Regions from separate parts of the Gossypium arboreum genome. Here region 1 is linked to region 2. Evidence: chromatin contacts called from public Hi-C data. All regions are on one chromosome and are shown on one strand. Each heading gives the region's core, a stretch centred on a gene start, on an enhancer-like site or on the middle of the called end of the contact. The rest is flanking DNA. Distances are from core to core; before and after follow the strand shown. Region 1 holds the start of LOC108476238 (protein BASIC PENTACYSTEINE2). Region 2 holds the start of LOC108487572 (zinc finger protein SHOOT GRAVITROPISM 5-like).

Evidence for each region. A called contact is a pair of places that touch in the nucleus more often than the background predicts.
Region 1: a contact with region 2 is called in a Hi-C map of leaf, with 3 times the contacts expected there. The contact joins the promoter of LOC108476238 here to the promoter of LOC108487572 in region 2. A contact is called at or near these places in 2 of 5 Hi-C or Micro-C datasets (both in leaf).

The regions. Positions count from the first base shown.
Region 1 is chr1:45,519,205-45,523,165 of ASM2569848v2, reverse strand. LOC108476238 (protein BASIC PENTACYSTEINE2) reads right to left here and starts at 1,310. Exons shown (of 2, transcript XM_017778387.2): 1 at 1,155-1,310; 2 at 1-240. The coding sequence starts at 236.
Region 2 is chr1:44,556,797-44,560,670 of ASM2569848v2, reverse strand. It overlaps LOC108487572 (zinc finger protein SHOOT GRAVITROPISM 5-like), which reads left to right and starts at 1,813. Exons shown (of 3, transcript XM_017791945.2): 1 at 1,813-2,350; 2 at 2,445-2,844; 3 at 3,312-3,874. The coding sequence starts at 2,233.

The sequences.
Region 1 (3,961 bases), core at 61-2,560, 960 kb before region 2:
CTCTGGCTAATCCATCTATCCCTAACATAATTCATGGGGATAGGAGCCTCCGAAACAATGCAGTCGCGTGGGTGAAAGGCAGCATTGGGAGTAACCATGAGATTCGGATCGCGCATTGGAATAAAAGACTTTGTGTCCCGCTCAGCCATGCTTGACATAAGCTGCAGACCAAGATGTCCTTTAAAGGATGGCTCATAGTAACCCCAATTACGCATGTTCAACGCATCGTCATCCATGAAGCTATACATAGCCACCAACAACAAGAACAAAATGATTAAACTTTTAACATGATTCACATTATTCCATAAATGCCATTCAAATCCTGCTTAACATTCCCATTAAAGAACCCACAAAGACCATGAAAAAAACATAACAACACTAAAGACAGACATTCAAACAAAAAACAATGTTTCAAATAAGCAATCTAACACATTTACATGAATGAAGCAAGATTCAGCCACATCAAAATACATATGAAAGCAAATAAAAGATCAGACAAGAACCAACATTCAAAATTCAAAGATCCGTTTGATTCCCAAGAAAACAAAAAGGGGCAAATATGTTACATTTTCTAACTCTCAATTGGGAGGAAATTGAAAAAAGCCCCCAATGAGCGGCCTTCACAGTATCGCAGATCCATGATATGGAAACGAAAGATCTAAATCCACAGTAAATATGTATATAGCAGATTTGGAAAAATCTAAGATCCCCAAAGCAGCAGAAATAGAAATTTAAAGATACCAAACAGAAAGATGGAAAATTTGAGATTCAAAATAATTTCCAATTCCCCACATTTCCCCAAAGTCCAATCTTTGCACGCATCGTAACCCATAATCAGATCTACTATTATAGACCAAAAACAAAATCTTGAAAAAGGAAAAAAAAATAAAGTTTGGGTTTTTCTTTTATGGCAGTATCAGGGCTTTCAAAATGGAAACTTTATAACATCCTTTAGATCTCCTTTCATAAATTTCACCTCCAGAGCTCGAACAAACAAACAGACAAACAAATAAATAAATGAGAATACATATGAAAAGTTTTAATAGTACAAAGAATAAGCATGGAAGGACCCATATATTCAAAAACTGTTAGAAAGAGAAAGCAAAGAAAGAGAAAAGAGGGGAAAGGAAAGTGAGAGGAGAGAGAAAACTTACTTAGAGGGGGTGTAAACGACTCTTTAGGGTTTGCCCTTTCTGGAGAGAGAAAGAGAGAGGAGAGAGAAACCTGCGAAGGCAAAAAAATAAACTACGAAAGAGAAAGAGAGAGAAAAGAAAGCCCAAAAAAATCAAGAGAGAGAATGGGAAAGACCTAAAAATGTGCATCTATCAAAGGGGATTTATATATATCAGGAGTTTCACTTTTTTAAAAATAATATAAAAACATCAAAAGAAAATTATAAATAAAATCATTTTAATTAGAGATAAATATAATCTAAAAAAGTTATTGGATGAGTGTAGGCCATATGCCTTTGAACAAACAAACAAAAAGGAAAACTTGTTATATCTCTTTTCTACATTTTGTATGTGGACAAATATGTGATTTTATAACAATGGAAAACAAAGATAGTCAATAGATTTCTATCAATATCTGCCTTCCCTTCTCTTTTCTTTTTATCTATATAATTTATAATCCCCATCAAATGTCATCAATCAAGTTTTAAAATTTATTCATTTTATAAACTAATCAATAGTATTTATATCTTTTGATAAATCTAAAAAAATCTATACAGATTTGAACTAAAAACATAATTTTTAAAATTTTATTTTTACTATTTCAATCAAGAAACATTTAGTATTATATCATTTTTTTATAAAATTTTTCACTAATATTTTGAATGTACCATAATCTACTTGCATTGGAGATTTTGATCAAAGATTAAAAGGGTGAAATTCAATCAAATTTTTAGTTGATTAACATGTGAAATCTTTTTAAATGGTTAAATAATATTAATTTATTTGATAGAATACACATTACTCATTTCCAGCTTAAGTCAACTGCCTACTACATCACGAGAAAGAAAAGGCCAACATCCTAGCTAAAAGGTCATCTAGAAATCTAAGGGTATAATACATGCACGGATGGGTGAAATTTGTAACATCTCTTACCTAGTCCGATCATCGAACCCGAGTAATAAGATGTTACAAGCAAATACAAAAAATTATATGCAATGTATATAAATTCCATTCACATATTATGAAATGTAATAATTTAAAGTTTGCAAGGACTGAATTGTGTAATTCAAGCATGAAATAGGATTCAATTGTAAAATTTTAAAATTTTAAACTTTTAAAGTTGATATTGATATGTAATGAATGGGTATTGATATCATATTAAATACCGATACCAAATCACGATTTTGTTTGTTATGCGAAATAAGGGTATCGACATTATTTTCTAGTATTGATATTTGATGAAAAAATACTAATACCATTCTGGCATTCTATTTGTTTTAAAATTCTTCATATGATCAAGTATCAATACCAAATGCCAAAATATCGATACTTAAGTTCAGAAATGGTAAAGACCAATATTTAAAATGTCCATTTCATGCCCAAAACACCTAAAGCTCAAATGGTAACCATAGATATAATTATAGACCTGAAAAGCATCAACCAAGGCATACCACAAATATCACTTATAACAATCATCCTAAGTGTCTAACCAATATGCCACAATTGGCACCTCAATGAAAAATTCAAATTCAAACATAACATTATATTCAAAATGATCCAATATGCCCTCCAAGGCACCTAAAAAAAATTAACATTCCATACTTGTAATAGCCCGTTTTTGGGTCAAATCAAAATAGTGGTTTCGAGACTACAAATCCGAAGCAGAAATATTTATTTTACTGTTTCTTTAAGGTCTATAGCATAATAGAATAATTTTGTGAAAATTTCGTTAAAAAATTTTATCGATTGAGTACTCAATTTGACTAGAAGGACTAAATTGCAATAGGTGCAAAATTTGAGTTCTATAGGCTAAAGGTAGTAAATTGTTATGAAATTATAAATTAGAGGCCTTAAATGGTAATTAGACCATTATACACTAGGATAGACAAAAATGGAAATAGAGTAGGTAAAATTTCAAAGTTTAAGTGAGGGGTAAATAGGTAACTTGGTAAATAAAGGCAAAATAACTAAATAAATGATGTCATCTTCTTCAATTTAGTCCCCCATAGCCGAAAATTAGAAGAGGAGACATAGCTAGGGTTTGGCCAAGCTTTCAATCTTGATTGTAAGTCCGTTCTTGTCCCGTTTTTAACGATTTTTATATTTTTGAGATCGTTGTAACTTGATTTAGCTATTTCAAGGACTAATTTGAAAGAAAATTAAAGTCTAAAATTTTAACCATGTTGAATATGCTTGTATTTTGATGTTTGATGGTAGAAAATGCATGTTTGATGTTTGTTAAATGACTTTTGTAAAGTGATTTTAGGTAAAAACGTCAAATAGGGACTTATTTGTAAAAGTCTATAAAATGTATAGAAAAGTATGAATAAACGAAAATTGTGGGCTGTTATGAGTATAAAAAACATTCAGCTAGGCTTGGGTTGTGAAGACATTGAAAGAAATTCATTTTACAAGCCTAAGAACTAAATTGTTAAAAGGTTGAAAAGTTAGGATGAAAAATGTAAATTTTGCCATAATGTGTTTTTGGGCTGATTGAATAATGTGATGATTAAATAAGTTCAATATGGTATTATAGATCAAGAAAATGAATTTCGAGTGTAGATTGGGGGAAAAAAAGTATTTGACGAATAGGTCCTTTTGGCCGATTTTGTAACCGAGGTAAGTTCGCATGTTAAATAAGTTTTGCTTTAAATGTGCTTTAAATGATTTAATTTATGCATAAATTGTGTAATCGACCTTACGAACACATTTGACAACGATTTGGCAAGCGAGAAATCCCAATTGAACCTTAGGAATAGATTAGGATACAAGTGACATGTCACTAAGGT
Region 2 (3,874 bases), core at 564-3,063:
TATACTTATAATAACATGTTGTTATAACCAGATAATTATTTTAAACTTACCATATCATACCATATAAAATAAGTGAGAATTATGTTCAAAATAGAAATAAAGTGAGAATCAAATCAAACAAAACTAAAATGTGTATAGCATGTGCAAAATTATTACTTTTATGTATATTTTATTTTACATTCTTTCACATAATTAATTATGAAGTTCATAAAACTAACGAGTTCAATTAATTAGTATAACTTATCTACCTTTAAAAATATATACATGAGATCAATTTATAAGTTTATGATATTCTAAATTTATTGTAAAATATTTAATTAAAAATTTAATAGTTTATTGAATTAATATTTTTAATTTCACTCATTGAAGATCATTTTATTTAATAAAATATAATTAATAAATTTTTCATGTAAAATTTAATTTTTTATTGGAATAATATTTTAATTAAGATCATTTTTATTAATAAATTATAATTAATAGACTTATTTATATGCTAAAATTATAATTTTACTTAAATTTTTAAATAATATATTGTTATAAAGAAGTAATTTAATAAGAGAAATGTACTTCATAACTATTCTTACTGTGTGGGGATGGCAGGAGCCCCATCTCCTCAACATGGAAAACTTTTCATTTAAGCCCTTTAAAATTTTAAATTAGTAAAAGTAAAATTATACTTTAACCCCTTAAAATGATAAAATTTTGATTTAATCATTTAAAATTATAAAGATATAGACTATTAAAATGGTGAAATTGTATTTTTACTATCACAAAATTACAATTTAATTTTAGTCCCTTAAAAAATTTCAAATTTTGCCTCTGGTTATAAGTGAATTGTTTTAAATGATTAAAATAAAAATATAGAAGTTGATTCTACTAAAATTTAGTTATTTGATAATTGAATTAAAATGTTGATTGAATAAGTGGGGTAGTAAAAGATTCTGTTAATATTTATCGATATATTATTTAAACCTCTATAGGGTTTACACAATTCCATGATGATAATTAACGATGTTTTATGATAAAAGAATACGAGTGTTTGTTGGAACCCATGCAAACCTATTTCATATACAGTCAATATGATCTTATATATAATATATCAAAATAAAATAATATCACAATGTAGATAGGTTCTTCAATTGAGTTGAATTTCATCACTCTAATTCTATCTCTAGCTCAAATATTTTTCATTCAAAACTTTATTTTTTCAACTTTTTTTTATATGTATAGCCAAAATCAGTATCTACCACAATAACTTTTTTGAACTCATTAGCTGAGTGATATAACAGTAACTTTCTGGCAAATAGAATTATTAGGGTTCCAATATCCCTTTTTCTTTATTGGAGAAAGAGTTACATAATGAGAAATAGGGCAAATTTTGAAGGATGGGGGAGGAGATTTTAAATAACTAAAAGAAAAAGAAAGAAAAAAAAAATCTCTTATAGAAATGATTTCAACCTTCTTGAAAGTGACAAATCTTGTTTCCCTCATCTTTAGAAAAACTGAAAGAAAACAGTACTAATTTAGGGTTTTAGTTTACATTTTGCTTAATCAAACAAATAATCCATTTTCACCCCTCCCCCCAAGATTTACATCTCAACTTTTTCTCACAAAAGGGAAATGAAAAAAAAAAGAGGTCAGGTGGAAATGGAAGGGTGGTGTGGCCTGCAGTTACTATTCATATATACAAATAGGAATAATATATGAATAATAAAGAAATAAATTCATGCAAATTACTGTGTGATTGAATAATGACAGTTTGTTTTGTTGTGAGGATGTTTTTTTGTTCCTGTCCAAATGCCTGTGTGTTATTATGTGGGTGTGGGCTCCCAAAACACAAGCATTTGTGATTGAATCAGCCCCCTCTCCTCCTCTCTCTCATTCAAAGGAGCTTTATAAGTAAGACTTGCCTCAACCTTACCTGTTCATGGTGGGGGTCTAATTGAAACAGCAAAACCAAGAAAACTTTTTTTAAATAAAGCTTAAAAGATAGAAAGTTGATGGCAGAAAGCAATAGCTTTTTCTTCTTCTCCATGTTCCCTTCCCTCTCTCTCTGATCCCCATTTTCCTTTGTGTAGTATTATCAGGAAAGCTGAATTTCCTCTCCCCCACTAGCTACTCCAAGCCAAGCCCTCCACCACCTGTACAGCTAAAGCAAGATTGATTGATTTGTTTTTTCACTTCAAACTCCATCACCCACACCACACATATAGTGAACTGCAAACCATCACTATGTTAGACAACTCTTCAATTTCTGCTGCACCCCTTCCATCTTCCTCCTCTGATCCCCTCACTCCTTTGGAAAATGGGGCCACCCATAAAAGAAAAAGAAAGCCAGCAGGCACCCCAGGTTGTACTAGCTTATATGTTTTAATTCATTAGTTAAATACCCTATTCTTTTGTTTTTTGTTTTGTTCATAATTGAATTGATTTTGTGTTTGTAGATCCTGATGCAGAGGTGGTTTCTTTATCTCCGAAAACGTTGCTGGAATCGGATAGATATGTTTGTGAGATCTGCAACCAAGGGTTTCAAAGAGACCAGAACCTGCAAATGCATAGGAGAAGGCATAAGGTGCCATGGAAGCTGCTGAAAAGGGAATCACAAGAGGTGAAGAAGAGGGTGTTCGTTTGCCCCGAGCCAACCTGCTTGCATCATGACCCTTGCCATGCTTTAGGTGATCTGGTTGGCATCAAGAAACATTTCCGGCGGAAACACAGCAATCAGAAACAGTGGGTTTGCGAGAAATGCTCTAAAGGTTACGCTGTTCAGTCTGATTACAAGGCTCATCTCAAGACTTGTGGCACCCGGGGCCATTCTTGTGACTGTGGCCGTGTCTTTTCCAGGTCACTCTCACTTCACTTCTTCATACCCCCAAAATACAACCTCCTTCTCTTTCCTCTTTCCTCTCAATTTTTTTTCCACATTCAAACCCTAAAAATACCCTCAAAATCATCCTAAAAACAAAATCCAAGAATGATTTCCTCTTCCCTATTCCCCATAACATGTTTTTGTTTGTTTACTTAATTAAAACCCAATTACACGCAAAATAGTTGTTTACAGACACTAGAATTCAGACCCCAGTTCATATTTTAATTAGTATTTTCATACAGGAAACCTAGTCTCATAATCCGACCTATAGGTAACTAAAATCAATTTTATATTGCATTTTATATTGCTTTGTTCCTCGTTAACCCTACATGAAGAGGACTTGGTTGCTTCCTTGACTTAGTTTGTATAATCCAAACTTGATTATTTAAAAAAAAAAAAACCTGGAACAGTCCAAATTCTCATCTAATCTGTGTCGTTTCAGGGTGGAGAGTTTCATTGAACACCAAGATGTTTGCACCACTCGACGAGTTCAACCTGAGTTGCAGGCGCAGCTGCAACCTGCAGCAGCCTGCTCCTCTCGGACGGCTTCAAGCACTAGTCCTTCAAGCGATGCCAACTTTAGCATCGCCCCATTGCATGGATTGCCGATTACAAAATCAACGGAGCCTGTTTTCTTGTACAAGCGTGTGTCTGGTTCAGACTATCAGCGCCAACATCTGCAACACAATCTTGAACTTCAACTTCTACCTTCATCAACCGCTAACTCGAGGGATTCATATGAGGAGTACGCTACTCATTTGAAGCTATCGATAGGGTCCAACGACGGTGGCGAAAAGAATGCAAGTAAAACGACATTGGAAGCTAGTAGGTTGAAAGAGTTCGCAAGTGGGCAGCTAAAGTTGGCCATGGCCGAGAAGGCCTACGCCGAAAAGGCTAGACAAGAAGCTAAGAGACAGATCGAGATGGCTGAGCTTGAGTTCGCTAGTGCAAAGAGGATAAGGCAACAAGCGCAAGGTGAACTGGAGAAAGCTCAAGCCTTGAAAG